2 separate regions of the Gossypium hirsutum genome follow, and region 2 is linked to region 1. Evidence: chromatin contacts called from public Hi-C data. All regions are on one chromosome and are shown on one strand. Each heading gives the region's core, a stretch centred on a gene start, on an enhancer-like site or on the middle of the called end of the contact. The rest is flanking DNA. Distances are from core to core; before and after follow the strand shown.

Region 1 (7,692 bases), core at 1,407-3,906:
TCTCTGACTGGCAGTGAGCAAAACAAGAATTTATGAATAAACCATTTTGATTGGACTCAGAGAATATTTTTACGGCATCGAGCATTTGGTTCCTAAAGTCTGTTTCGATGTTAGAAAGAAGAGAAAAAGAGAGGTTGAAGGAAAAACTTGAAACATAACATAAATGGAAACAAAACTCGAAAATGACCTTGAAAAAACTGAATCTGCGATGAGTTGCAATGAGAACGATCCGTTTTGCACGCACGCCACAAGCCATGCGGATCAGCCAGTGATGGAATTAAACTCTGGTCAACCTGAAAAAATAGAAACCAGAGATTTAAGCAAAGTTATTCAGCATTCAAGAGATCATCTAAGTCTTGAGACAAATCTCTTCGAGTTTATATATAGTACAGCATTGTTTCAGTTCAAAAACTCGCTGTCATAGATAAAACAAAGCGGAATAGGACCTAACACAAAAAGTTTAGCACTAAGAACTCTCATCTGGTAAAAACAAAAGAAATGAAAATGCGAAAAGAAGAAATAGAAAGTAACAAAAAGAGTGATTACCTGCCAAGCATCATAGGCTGCATTGAGAAGAAACATAGGGGTCTTGACATTTGAAACCAAGTTTTGAGGGAAGAAACACTGCAAATGAAATATAGAGTTAGGGGATTTCTTAATTAGTTCGATTTACTTTCTAAATGTAATCTACTACATGAATGCTGATCAAGAAAGCAGAAATGTTTTACCGAAGTTGGATCCTTTTGGCTGGTACAAGTACTTGGCAGATTCTTTTGTACACCCTAAAATACCATAGCAATGAAAATAGATTTCATGAGAACGATAGTTGATTACTCATAAAAGATTCTACTGCACGAAACCTTACGTTCGACTCATTACTCGAGTTTTGAACAACGCATACCCTACAAAAGATGCAAAAGTAGTACCTGCAAAGTAACCACACCTTCATACATATCCCTTAAGGTATGGCCACCAGCAACATTTGTTCTGCATAAGTAACGAAAACAATGATTTTAAGACTACATTTCAGTAATCGAAGAGAAACTAATGTAGCTAGTTCATTACGCGTCAAGGAACAGTCCAGCATCACTTAGACATTTCACTTTGGTAGTTTCCGGAAACAAATTCTTAAATTCATCGCAATGAAGAATAGAAGCTAGACCCCCAGCTGAACATCCAGAAAGAATTGCCTGAAACAACAACAAATATATACATATATAAAACATACTAGACATCCAAAACTGAAAACCGAAAATAACTCACGAGAGATGCAAAACCTGATTAGCATTTTGCATTCCTTTGGCCATTAATTCTTCCATGGCAGCTAACCAGATCCTTTGTCCTCTAAAATAAAGCTTGTTAGCCTGAAAAGTAAAATCATTGAATACCATGAATATGTCACCAATGTTTGACAGTAAAAATCAATCACCATTTACATATTTAGAAGTGGGTTTTCAATAATCAAATTAAACAATTCACTATAAATCAAACTTAGCCATTAATATAGTAAAACAGTGCTGTTTGCTAACCTCATTTTGGCCCTCACCAGCAAAAGATGCCCCATCACAGTAACGTACCCTAACTCTATTCCAATTGTAGAAATCTAAAAGATTCAAAAGACCCCATTAAGCTTTTTATGAAGAAATGCTACTGCATATATATATATAATTATTACCAACCAGGATTTTCTTCAGCTTTGTTGCTCAAAATTCCAGTGAAATTTATGGACTTCTCCATAAATTTCGATGAACCACGCCTTGTAGTTTTGCGGAATACACAACTTCGAATGGTATTACACCATCCACCTCCCTAAAAACACACAAAAGAGATCATCAAATGACAAATAGTTAATAGCGAACCAATAACAATCAAATCTTCTTTTCAAAACCCAAACCTCTAAATGGATAACCCAACTGTTTGCACCTGACCCGAACCCACGATGAAGATGATAACCAGGAAGCGTTCCATCCAAACAAACTGTGACACAAAATACATCAAAAAAAAAAAAACCCAACAGGAATCAAGAATCTGATATGTTTCTTTTTTCAGGGAATTACCAGCTCCTTTAGAAGCAGCTCCTTGAATGAGAGTGAGAGGAACTATAAGAGTGGTGGTACTACCAGGGGACATTGTAACTTCTTCATCTAAATACGAAAGGAAACTCTCAGATCGGCTCAAATCAATCCCAGAAACACTCCATAAACCCAAAACCCATAATAAAACAAGCTTCATTATCATATTTTTTTGTTTCTATATTGTCTTTTCAACTCTGGGTAAAGCTTAGTTTCAAAAGGTTATCAAGAGATATATGAAAACACCGTGAGTGCAATAATGGGTAAAGAAAATCTAGGCTATGATTTTGATTTTCCTAATTATGGAATTTAACAGAAATGAAGGCAACTTTCCATAGTTTACACCACTTGTTTGGTCACGGCCATAATTATCCCTTTCTTTGGGCATGGAGCAGCCCCCCACTCAGTTCTCAATAGTACTCATAACATGCCTTTCTTTATCATTATCTTCCCTAACTACCACAGTTTTCTTGAATGATCCTACTTGAATCACTCCCCACTTTTTTTCTTTGATTGGTGAACACGTTTGGTCTCTTCTTGAATTGAAAATCAAGTTGGATCGAATCTGTGAATAAGAACAAAAATATTGCCATTAAACTCAACCGATGTTGATTAAGACTTAAGAGTTGCAACAACTTTTAGGTTAAATTCCGTTATTAGTCCTTGTATTATGCATAAGTTGTAGGTTTAATATTTATATTTTTAATTTGGGTAAACTACACCTATTGTCACTAAAACTATTAGTTAATTTACGTTTTGGTCACTTAACTTCAAAAATTACAAAATAATCACTTAACTATACAAAAGTTTTCATTTAAATCATTAGGCTGTTAAAATCATTGTTGTATGGCCATTTTCGTTCGATTCACTTGCACCAATCGAAAGCTCTTCTTCCACTTCACTTTTATAGCTCACAGTTTTTTTTTCATGAAACAACTCGAAACATGACGAATATACGAACCAAAATCCAAACAACCTTTTTTTTATCTCTGGCATTGATCACCAAATCAACTTGGATATAGGATATGTTCTACTCGTTGATGGGTATTGATCCACAGTATCAATCATCACTTGGAGCTTGCTAGCCGAACTTAAAAAAAAAAAAAACTTAATGGTCCAGTGACTTAAATACAAACTTTTGGATAGTTCAGCGACTTAAATCAAAATTTTCAAATAATTCAATGACCATTTTGTAACTTTTTGAAGTTGAGTGACCAAAGCAAATACTTACCAATAGTTTAGTGACCTTGGGTGTATTTTACTTTTTTTAATATAGTAAATTTTAATTCGTTACTTTTCGAATGTTATCATTTAAGTCCTTACCCAAATGGTAGCAATTGAATTCATTAGGTTAAATTCTGCAATTAGTTTTGTATTATGCGTAAATCATTAATTTACATGTTTTTCAATTTGATCATTTTTAGTCCCTATACTCTTTTTAATTTTGAAATTTCAATCCTAACTTAGATGACAGTCACAAATCAATTAACTGGCCTTTTTTTATTAGTATTATCTAAAAATAGCAAGCTAACATAGTATTATACATATAATACTATGTTTGTCACATTAGATTTTAGAAATCGTATAACACAACTTAATGAATTTAACGACTACCACTTAATCAGGACTGAAAATTTAAATTTCAAAAAGTATTAGGACTAAAAATAATCAAATTAAAATATAGGGACTAAATCTATAACTTATGCATAATACAAGGACTAATAGTAAAATTTAGCCCAACTTTTACAACTTTAATTTTCATGTCCACGCAAATCTTTTTGGGGTTTGAATAGGAAGGAAGAGAGATAAACGGAATATTTTGGGATTGCAGGCAAAGAAAGACTCGAAGTAGTAAATTTTAAAAGGTTAAAATACGCTGTCAATCCTTGTACCTTTACAGAATTTCAGATTTAGTCCTTGTACTACAAAAGTTATTCCATCCTTCTACTTTTTCAATTTAAAAATCCAAGTCTAATCATTGTTGTTGTTAGCAGTTTCTATCAAAATTTATCAACTTATCATGTTTATTTTCTGTTAATCATATGATACATCATATGAGGACTGCCTAATCAAGTTTCAAGTTGACAAATATTGACAGAAAATACTTACAATTTTAATGACCATACTAAGAATTTTAAATAAAAAAAGGATTTAATTTTGAACTTTTTATAAAGACTAACAACATACTTTAACCAATAAAAAATAGGTTAATTGTATCGAATGTCCCCAAATTATGGTTTATATTTTAAATGTCATAAATTTCAGAATATAAACTTGTTTAGTCTGTATTTTCATTAAAATTTTAATATTTTAGTCAATATTTTCGTTAAAAAAAGTAATAATTTGACTCTCTTTAAAAGGTCGATAGTCAACTTTGACTTTTTTTAAAAAAAGTTGGAGGCTGAACTTAGCTCAAAAAATAATAAGAGTTAAATTTACAAAAGATATAAACGTTAAGGGCTAAATTTATCATTATACCTTCAAATTTGATACATGTGTTTTAATACCCAAGCTAACGAAAGGGATCAATCGATGCAATGTTGATACTTTGATGGTCAAATTAAAAAAGTTTTGAAATTTAAAGATGAATATTAGTTGGTCCAAAATGGGTCTTTTTAGTCTTAGGGACCATATATGAATATTTATTAGGCCCCGACATATTCCACATGTATTGTAATATAATACTATAAAGATAATTACAAAATATGCTAATTGTTGTGGTTAACGCACATTGTATTTACCGGTTTAGTCTTCAAAATATCCGTCCGCAGAGCCCACTAGCCCATGCCTTGCTTCATTCTTTCTTTTTTCTTTGTTTGAGAGTCAAACTTGGCCCATGAGACTTACCTAAAGGAAGCTTTAAGAACCCGAGACGTTGGGACTTTGAGGAATCTTATCAAGTTTAAATATTATATGGGTTTTCTGTTCACATGCCTAAATAGTTTAAGTTTAGGTTCAGATATATTTTAATTTTTAGTTCGTTATTGTGATTCCAAGAAGGGTTAAATCACTAATAATTCTCACGTTGTGGCTTCAACTTTTTCCTGGTTCAAGTTACTTCTTGCACTTGATGATTGTTCTCACCTTGTGGTCTGAACTAAGCAGCTATTTGAACACTGGGGCTCGAACTTTTTTTATCTGAGTTAGCCCGTGAACTTGACAATTGTTCCACAATGAGACTTAAACTTTAAGGCTTTCAAGAAAAATATTAGGGATTAATTTGGAAAAAAAGAAGTTCAAGTCTCAATGTGGGAATAATTGCTAAATCATGGATTAACTTAGACAAAAGGAATTGAATAAAAATAAATAAATTCTAATGTAATAATAATTACTAAATTCAGAGCTCAAAAAACCTGGATGTGAATCATGTATTCAAAGCCCCAAATGTCAAAAGGGTCTGAATTATGGGCAGCTTGAGATGCGAAATTGGAAGCCCAAATAAGCTACGGTCATTGGGCCATGAGTTAAACTCATTGAAAGTTTGGGTTAATTATTTAATATGTTTAAGTACTAATATCAAATAAATCAAAATTTCCTTCATTTAACGTTAAATGTGGATCGAAATTTAGTTGACATATTGCACTTATTTTCAGTTAAAAACTTTGGAATAAATATAATATTGCATTTTCAAATTTAAACTTTGGATATAATATTGTTAGAATTCATTAACATGAATAGTAAAATGTACATGGATAATACACCCGAGAAATTTCTTTTTCCCTCGTATGGGAATTTGAGTGGAATCTGACCCGTTAGATCATGTCGTAATGTATATTTTAGAATTATCCTTTTTAGGGTACAATGAGTTCTTAAGATTTTGTCAGCGCAATGTTTACTATCTGAACTCATTTCCTCCTACATGGTGTGCACTATTTGTACTTATTTTGTGAAGTGCACTCCTTTATATTGTATGGATGTGAGTTTAAATATGTAGAAGTGCATTTGAGAATACCTTAAAAACTTATAGCTACCCAAAATATAAGCTTTCTTTAATTTTATATTTGCTTTGACAGATTACTCTTTGTGCACGCTACTTAATTATAACCTATTCAGATTATCAAGTGTGAGGAACTCGACCTAACTTATTAGACTCGACTTTAAAATTATCTTCTTTTGAAGTATAAGTATTTTAAAATGTTGTCAGCGTCAAATGTATTTTCACGTATTCAAACTCACATTTTCACACATAAATGAATACATTCATTATGTAAACATATAAACTTAAATCTATAAAGGTGCACATAAAAATATGTTTGTTTTGCTTTAAATTTAACCTTTTTTTTTACACACTTTCTCTTATAAGTTAAATAAACTTGTCCGAGAAAGAACACAAGGAAAAGGGAATGAAATGAGTATGATGTACATTTGTATATATGTTTATTTATATAATTTTTGGAATGAAATTAGATTAATATGATTTAAACTCGTATTAAATAAATATCTGATAAAAAACTTTAATTAGCATTTTATACAAGTAAAAGATTAATTTTGTTACTAGTCTTGTGCTGTGCGTAAAATTGTTGATTTAGCTATATTTTCAAATTGGATCGTTCTTAATACTTATATTTTTCGAATTTTAAAATTTCAGTCTTGATGCAAAACATATAACATAATACGTGGAAATAGAAATTTGAGATGGTCATAATTTACTTGCTGCAGATTTTAGAAGTAACATATAACTTAATAAAGTTAATAGCTATTGCTTGATCATGATTGAAATTTTAAAATTCAAAAAATAAAAGAAGTAATTAAAATTGACCAAATTAAAATAAAAGAGACTCGATTCATAATTTATGCATAATACAAGGATTAATAGTAAAATTTAACCCAAAAATAAAGAAGGGGATAAACAAAATGGCTTTGAGGTTTTTGCAACATAAGTTTTCCGTGTAGGTAAATTATAGTAAGATTGGTCGGAAGGGTAAAAACTGTTTGATGTTGAACTTTTAAGACAAGACAACGTGCAACAACCACCTGGGTAATGTGTCCGACATGTTTGACCTAATTTTTGCCATGCAGTTTATATTATTGGATCGGTACCATACAAATTGTTTTTTTGGCATGTTTTAGCAAAGATTTTTAAAAAATGTTAGGGAGTAATTGTCAAATTCAATTAAAAAATTAAAAAATTAAATTTACCTGATCACTCGGTAGACTAGTAATTTAATCGATTTACACTACAGTAGAATAGGTTTTTAGCGGCCTTTTTTTAGGCCTTTAGCGGCGCTTTTTAACGCCACTAAATCTATTTCCGGCGCTTGAAAAAGCGCCACAAAAAATACCGCTAACGACAACGTCGCTAACTTTTGCGGCGCTTACAGAAAAAAAAACGCCGCTAAAGATCATGTTCGTTAGCGGCGCTTAGAAAAAAAGCCTCTAAAAGTAATGTTCTATAGCGGCGCTTGTTCAAAAATGCTGCTAAAAGTAGTGTTCTTTAGCGGCGCTTGTTTCACAAATGCCACTGTTTTGATATGACTTTTAGCGGCGCTTTTTTAAAAAACGCCACTAATTTTGGGATTTTTTAAAATAAAATTTTCTGTTTTTTTCAGCCCTCCTGCAACAACAAATCAAAAGTAACCAGATCTAAACTAACCAAAAACAATAAATTTATATAATATTT
Region 2 (7,692 bases), core at 3,040-5,539, 260 kb before region 1:
AATACATTCATTTGTAAATGCGACTCATTCCTCTAACTTCATCATTTCTATTATTTTTGTTCATTTGGTTCTACATGCAATTCATTTTTTCGTTTCAACAAGCTAGTGGAGAGACCAATTATTTATAATTAAGTTTCAACTTTTCGTCTATTAATTATAAACTTATTTAGTCACAAAGTTATTCCATTATAATATCGTGATTGAGCTCTCCCTAGTTATATACCATTACAAAAGCTACTTAATAAGTGCTCATCTAATGACATTGTCATAAGTGTGTTACCCTCATAGGATATCCATAATCTCTTTAGGATAAATTTGTTCTCCTAATATGATCCCATTTTATCTCGTGATAACCAATACATCTTCCTTCATGAAAAGTCAATTACTAACAAATAGTAATTAAGTCATTTATCACAAAGACAAATGACTCGTGACCACGTTTGCTTTTTATTTATCATGTAATGTCGATGAGAAGATATCTTTTACCTATTAGTTGGGTTATAAATTCTACTATTGTGAATGACTCTACATATTGCAGAAGTCATATACCCGACACACCAACTTTCAATTCCTTATCTATTTGAACTCAAGCTTTTATTTACATAAAAGTATACGAGTCACACATATATAGTCCATCATCCATTCAAGAATAATGTATTCCACACTATGAACATCACAAGTGAATAAATCCATAAACGGATTTAGATTCCATTCTACTTGAGTCATGTTTGATATACTGTCAGTTTAATTAATCACATTCATATCTCTATCTTCTAAGATTCACCCTATTAATATGAAAAATTTCCTTATTATCATCTCAAAATTTGGAGCTCTAAATGTGATCTAAAAAAAATGAAGAAATGGTCATAATGTGAAATAAAATTAATTTGCTCAAAATTTATAGTTTGTTGAAATAACATTAATCTTTTTGGTCAAATTCTATTATTAGACCATGTACTTTGCATAATTTGTGGATTTATTATTTGTAATTTAATTTGATCAATTTTAGTCTTTGTAGTTTTTGAATTGGTCAATTTTAGCCTGTATACTTTTCGAATTTTGAAATTTTAGTCCTGACCAAATAGTAGCAATTAAATTTGTTTGATTAAATTCTGCTATTTGTCCTGTATTATTCCTAAAGTTATAGATTTAGTCCATGTTCTCCAACTAGATCATTTTTAGTCGCTATATTTTTTGAATTTCAAAATTTTAGTCTTAATGCAAACAATAATTGATAAATCTATTAATTAGTTTTTTTTGTGAGTAATATGTGGAAATAACAAGCTAACTGACATTATACACGTGATAATATGTTTGACTCATCAAAATTTGAAAATAACAAAACTTAACTTAATAAATTTAATAACTACATTTGGTTAGGACTAAAATTTTAAAATTCTAAAAGTATAGGGACTAAAACTAACCAAATTTAAAGTATAAAAATATTAATCTATAACTTATGCAAAGTATAGGGTCTAATAGCAAATTTTGACCAAATTTTTTCATTACCATTTGTCGGTAACAACTGAATATATTAAATTGTTTTTTCTTGAATAAAGATAATAATATAGTAATTACATTTTATGTTTGTTAGTATCTTCTTGTCTGCCAATTTTGTTTTGAATTGGAAATTTGACTAAAATCAATTTTCAATTTTGAAAATAATATTAAAATTTAATAAAGTAATTCACATTGTTGTTGTAATAATATAAAGGATGTTAGTTTGAATACACTTAAACCTATAATATCCTCTATTTTATAAATTGAGGAGTTATAGATAATTTAGGTATTATTTATATAAAAAAAACAACCGAACTCAAATTATTTCAAAAAGACTACAAACCCAAAAGACGATTTAGCCTAAAATAACTCGAATTCAAAATGATAAAAAAATTACTCGATTTAGCACAGGGGCGCGAATCCAGAAAATTTTTAGCAGGGATGTGAGTTTAATTATAAATTTTTTTTGAGATTAAAATATAAGTTTATTATGTATTAATTTATAATTTCATTAATTTTGAAGAAATTAAACAATATTTTTTAATTTTAGGGGGTTAAAGTGTAATTTTATTGTATGTTAATTTATAATTTTTTTATTTATAAGAGGATTGAATTGAAAATTTTCATTTTAGAGAGTCAAAATAAAATTTCACTATATATTAATTTATTTTTTCTCTATTTATAAGAGAACTAAATTAAAAAATTTTCATTTTTTGAGGGACAAGTCCCTGCCTACCCCTTTTGATTTGCCTCATGTAAAATAACTACAACTCCTAAAAACCTAACTTGAGTAGCTCAATCCTCAAACATTGGTAGTGACCTAACAATTTTTCCATAAAAGTATATATGGAAATTTTCATTTTTACCAAACACTGATTTGCATTCCAAAAATATTGGTTGTGAATGCAAGTTCACACGATAAAATATATCATAGAAGCCTTTATATTAAGAGTTAAATTGTAATTTGTCTCATTTAGTAAGAAAAAGATAAATTAGTCTATATACATTAAATCAAATAGTAAATTGATCCTTTCTATTAAAAAATTCATCCATTTGTATTATTATTTTTGAATAATCTCATTATAAGTTTTGATCATATTTACTCTTTTCGACACAATGCCTAGAACTACTTATAGCCCCTCCCTAACCCATAAATAGGAAGATAATGCGCTTCAGTGCACTCGAACCCACGTCTTATTGTATTAGTGACAATACCCAAGTCAATCGAGTTAAGACTCAACCGACTCATCCTTTTGTATTGTTAAAAACTAGCATAGTTGATAGAATAACCAGACAGTACCACGTGACCTCATGCTGATGTATAGAAACCATTTTTTACGATAAAATTGGATGAAAATTTTTAGTAGAATGATCAATTTTTTTTCGATTTAATGTATAAAAATTAATTTATTCATTTTTTTGGTAAAGGGAAAAAAGTTTGTACGTCACTTTTATTAAGATTACACTACTTCACAATGAAAAAAAAACAGTAGGTATTAGTTATGACAGTGATGAAGAGTTCTCTCATTCATGTCCCCTTCTTTAACGACATTTTTTCTTATTCCATTAAATTACAATTACCCCTTCGTGGCCATGAGATGAAATTGATCACCTACTTTTTTTTAAAATTATTTATAATACTATTAAAAAGAAAAATTAATCTAATAATCATAATGCTTGAAAGTGTTGTTCTGGCCAATGAAAATAGAATTTGTTTTAGGTTTCTTTAAAGGGGTTTAAGTACCAAATTAGGGATGATATATTATTTATATTTAACGATAATAAATTTTTTTATCTAATATAATACTGGTGTGCATGAAATATAATAATATCATTATTATTATTTTCCTCATTAAATTTTGTCTTTATATTTCATTTATGAAACAGTTTTCAAACAGTGAGTTAAAACACACACACAGAAAAAAAAAGAAAGAAGAAGAATACAGGGGTGAGCAGCAAAAATAAAATAAATGAGGGTACAATATTAATATATCATATATATAAAGTAATTTTGTAATTATCTCGAGACTAATTGGATGAATTTTCTTTAAATTTGACTTGATTATTATATAAAAAAAAACCGCCCTAATTCGTCTTAAACTCGATTTTTAAAAAAAATCCGATCTTATTAACTTGGGTCGGGTTAGAACCCGTCGAATACGAATTTTTTTTTTTATCATTTTTGAATCAAACCCGGACTCTTGAGCCATGATTCCACCAAAGGTGGTCGCTTGCTCTTACAGAGCCTGTGGCGTTTGAGTTCACTATCACCAAGCCCACTGGTTTGAACCGCTCGGCTGCCATAGCCCACAGCACTGTTAGGTTACCTCTTTTAACTGCTCAAGCCTATTTCCTGTCAATCTATCAAAGCCATATGTTAAAAACCATTCACCAACTTAAAGAAACTCGATCACCCTTAAATAAATTTTCGAGTTTAAAATTTAAATTTTGTAAAGAAAATCAGGGTAAAAAACCTTTGTTTTGGATTTAATTTTATTCGACTTCAAATTTAATTAAAATTTAATGTAATTATTAGATACCAAACAATGCAATAAAACATTAAAGAACATTGACCTACCTCCCCATTTGTTGTAATTCCTTGTCTGTTTGTTGTTTTGTTTTATAATTATGCATTAGTTAAATATATAAAGGAAATAACTGTATAAAACCCCGTTTTGAATGAATTGACGATCATGGAGGCGGGGTCAAAAATTTCATTTTTTTCTTCTTTTTATTTCATTATTTTTTACTGATTTTAAGAACTTAATTGAAACCAGTAAGACAGTTATCACATGAGAAAGTCTCTTACTATATAAAAAACACTCATCCTATTAAACAAACAAGCCAGGAACACACTGTAACAAAAAAAAAGAAAAAAGCTCTACCCTTTTGTTATCTGAATCTATAAACCCCATTTGCAGCCACTCCATATGGAGCTTGCACTTGTTTTCAGCTAGTTCAAAGCTTCAACTTTTCTGGGTAATCCTTCATTTCTTCTTATAAGTGATTATCAGTGAGCAAGAAGAACAGAGAGGGAGTGTTAATGGAGCAAATGAACACATAAAGAGGGACCCTACTGCTTAATTTTTGGCGAGCAGCAACAGTCACTTTCAATCATTCTTTTTTCTCTTTGAGTGGTGGTAGTGGTTCTCTCAATGACCTATCTAATCACCCATTTTTCTCACACTTTGCCTTATCACACTAGCTAGCTAACGGGATCTTATTCTTGTTCATATGAAAAAAAAGTTAAAAGAAAGACAAACGCTTCCTTGGTTATTCCCTTTCCCTTTGTTTTTTGTTTTGATCAAATAAAAAAGGGGAGATCTTTTTAGTTAAAAAGACTGGTTTTTGTGGATTCACTGAGCTGTCTTTTGCAGATCTCATTCATATGAAGAGCTTTTTTAGTGTGAGTTCTTTGATCCTTGCTTTTCCTTCTGAATATCTTATGTTCTTGGACTTTGAACTAGATCTGAACAAAATGTTCAAAATGTGTTTTGAGGAATGATAGTTTTGGCTCATTTTGGGATCTAAATGAGCAAATGGTTCTTCTTTTTAGCTTTTTTTCTGAATGTAATTCAATTTTTATCTCTTTTTGTGTTAATCTGCTAGTTTTATGGCATGAAATCTGCTCATTTATTATCCATGACTTGGTTGATAAAGTTATTCCTTCATTGCTTTTGCATGTTTCTTCTCATCCACCTATTTTCAGGCATCTTTTGATTCACATTGCTGTTAATCTAGCTCTCTTTTTGTGTTATATTTTCAACTCTATGTTTATTAAGTGTTCATACTTGTCTAAATTACTTAAATCAGTAAATTTCCCCTATCTACCTATCAAGCTATAGCATTCATGGTTAATTTTGTATGCATTTGTTTTCAGCTGGTGTATCTGCTTCTCGTACTTGCATTTTTCAGTCATATTACATGGGCTGTCAAGGGCAACTCGCTTTGCAAACAGACCGGTATGGGGGAGATTCGACCTCACAGTGTCACCATTACTGAATTCGGTGCAGTTGGAGATGGTGTTACTCTCAATACAAAAGCCTTTCAGAATGCTATCTTCTACCTCAATTCATTTGCTGATAAAGGTGGGGCCAAGCTTTTTGTCCCGGCTGGCCGGTGGTTAACAGGAAGCTTCGATCTCATCAGTCACCTAACTTTGTGGTTAGATAAGGATGCAATAATTCTTGGATCAATGGTAAGTCCGTAACTTACTTCAAAAGAACATTTACCTGTAGGACATGCTATATGTAATGAACGGTTATATGCTTTCAAACATGATTCATGATCATCAATTCTCGACTGCTAGTCTATTTGATATCTTGCTGTAGGTATTTCTATCCGTCATCATAAGCTACCACTGGTGTTTTGTTCTTATCACTTATCATATAACAGCATAGCTCCTGTTGTTTCAGAATTCGGATGATTGGCCAGTCGTTGACCCTCTGCCATCCTATGGCCGAGGTAGGGAGTTACCTGGTGGAAGGCACCGAAGCTTAATATATGGTCGCAATTTGACTGATGTAATCATAACAGGTTAGGAACATTGATGAGAAATCATCTTCCATAAGCCTTTTATTTCTTCTATTGATGCCACAGGTTCTTCATGCAGGTGATAATGGCACTATTGATGGCCAAGGTTCTGTTTGGTGGAACTGGTTTAGAAGTAAAACTCTGAACTATACTCGGCCCCATCTGGTTGAATTAATGAACTCAACTGGTGTTGTAATCTCGAACTTGACTTTCTTGAATTCTCCATTTTGGACCATTCACCCGGTTTACTGCAGGTTAGTGGTCTTCCCATGCTCTTCTTTGAATGTTGTAAGCAAATTGTCTACGACACCAGTTTTAGAACAGAACTATCAAGAGTAAGTCGACTTTATTTTCTCGATTTACAGCCATGTCATAGTCCAGGATGTCACAATCCTGGCTCCTCTGGATTCACCAAACACGGACGGGATCGATCCAGGTGAATTCTTTTTAACTTTTCCCAGTTTGCCAAGTTAACCTTTAACTCTTTTTCTTACTGATACGATCAAATGCATCTAGATTCTTCCGATGATGTTTGCATTGAAGACTGTTACATTAGCACCGGTGATGATCTAATTTCCATCAAAAGTGGGTGGGATGAGTATGGCATTTCATTTGCTCGTCCCAGCAGAAATATTATCATCCGCCGGCTTACTGGACACAACCAAAACGGCTCTGGAATTGCAATTGGAAGTGAGATGTCCGGAGGTGTTTCCGAAGTTTATGCAGAAAATATCTATTTTTTCAATTCAAGCACCGGTATTATATTAAAAACAGCTCGTGGAAGGGGTGGTTACGTGAGAAACATCTATATATCAAATGTTACTTTGGTTGGTGTAGACACAGCGATATTCTTCAATAGTAATTTTTCTCAGCATCCAGATGAGTTTTACGATCCAAATTCGCTCCCTGTGATAGAAAGGATTACTTTTAAAGATGTCATAGGAGATAACATAAAAGTTGCAGGCCTCCTCAAAGGTATAGAAGGGGACAGTTTTCGTCATATTTGCTTATTGAATATTACTCTCGATGTAACCACCAAGTCTCCATGGAACTGCTCGAACATTCAGGGATACTCCTCATTGGTTTCCCCAGAAATTTGCGAACCTCTGAAGGAAAGTATCTACCCCAAGCATTATTCAGATTGTTACCTACTACCGAACCATCTGCGGAGTTCAGGTAATCAAAACAAAGGTTCTTGGCTGTTTTCATCGTAAATAGTGGACGTATAGCAACCCTCTTTCATGAATTTTGAATTCTTTACTTCCAATTTTGATTCTTACCATTTCTCAAAACAAAACAGCCCGTCACCTTGCCAAGGAAACGTTTCCCGACATAAGAAGTTGATTGGAGTAGCTGATTTTGTGGTGGTTTAGCTTGTGAGATAGTGTTGAGAGATTGTTTATTGTAAACTTTTGTGTGTAGTAGTAAATAATTGGGTGACCTTTTTTCCTCTTCTTTTTTTTGTCCTTTGGCTTGTGGTATAGTCTGAAATCTCAACATGTTAAAATTTTGTTATTCAAAAAGTTCAATGAAAACAGAATCATAGAAATATTTAAATAAAAATGTGTAAATTTATTGCTTGTGTTGCCTTTATTCTGATTGTGGGACTATACAGCCTGTTTCCTGGAAAGTTGTACCCCTTTGTATGAAAGGGCAAGG

The links. A called contact is a pair of places that touch in the nucleus more often than the background predicts.
Region 2: a contact with region 1 is called in a Hi-C map of leaf, with 3 times the contacts expected there. The contact joins the promoter of LOC107945985 here to the promoter of LOC107945920 in region 1. A contact is called at or near these places in 13 of 34 Hi-C or Micro-C datasets (callus, fibers, hypocotyl and 1 more).

What each region holds. Positions count from the first base shown.
Region 1 is chrD12:42,561,823-42,569,514 of Gossypium_hirsutum_v2.1, reverse strand. It overlaps LOC107945920 (pectin acetylesterase 3), which reads right to left and starts at 2,656. Exons shown (of 12, transcript XM_016880083.2): 1 at 2,058-2,656; 2 at 1,895-1,977; 3 at 1,680-1,809; 4 at 1,530-1,603; 5 at 1,278-1,364; 6 at 1,066-1,190; 7 at 927-987; 8 at 729-782; 9 at 547-624; 10 at 188-293; 11 at 1-99. The coding sequence starts at 2,238.
Region 2 is chrD12:42,821,342-42,829,033 of Gossypium_hirsutum_v2.1, reverse strand. It overlaps LOC107945985 (probable polygalacturonase), which reads left to right and starts at 4,289. Exons shown (of 8, transcript XM_041106795.1): 1 at 4,289-4,906; 2 at 5,381-5,698; 3 at 5,916-6,036; 4 at 6,113-6,287; 5 at 6,399-6,469; 6 at 6,550-7,209; 7 at 7,649-7,692. The coding sequence starts at 4,889. It overlaps LOC107945983 (protein S-acyltransferase 18), which reads right to left. Exons shown (of 9, transcript XM_016880159.2): 9 at 7,498-7,692.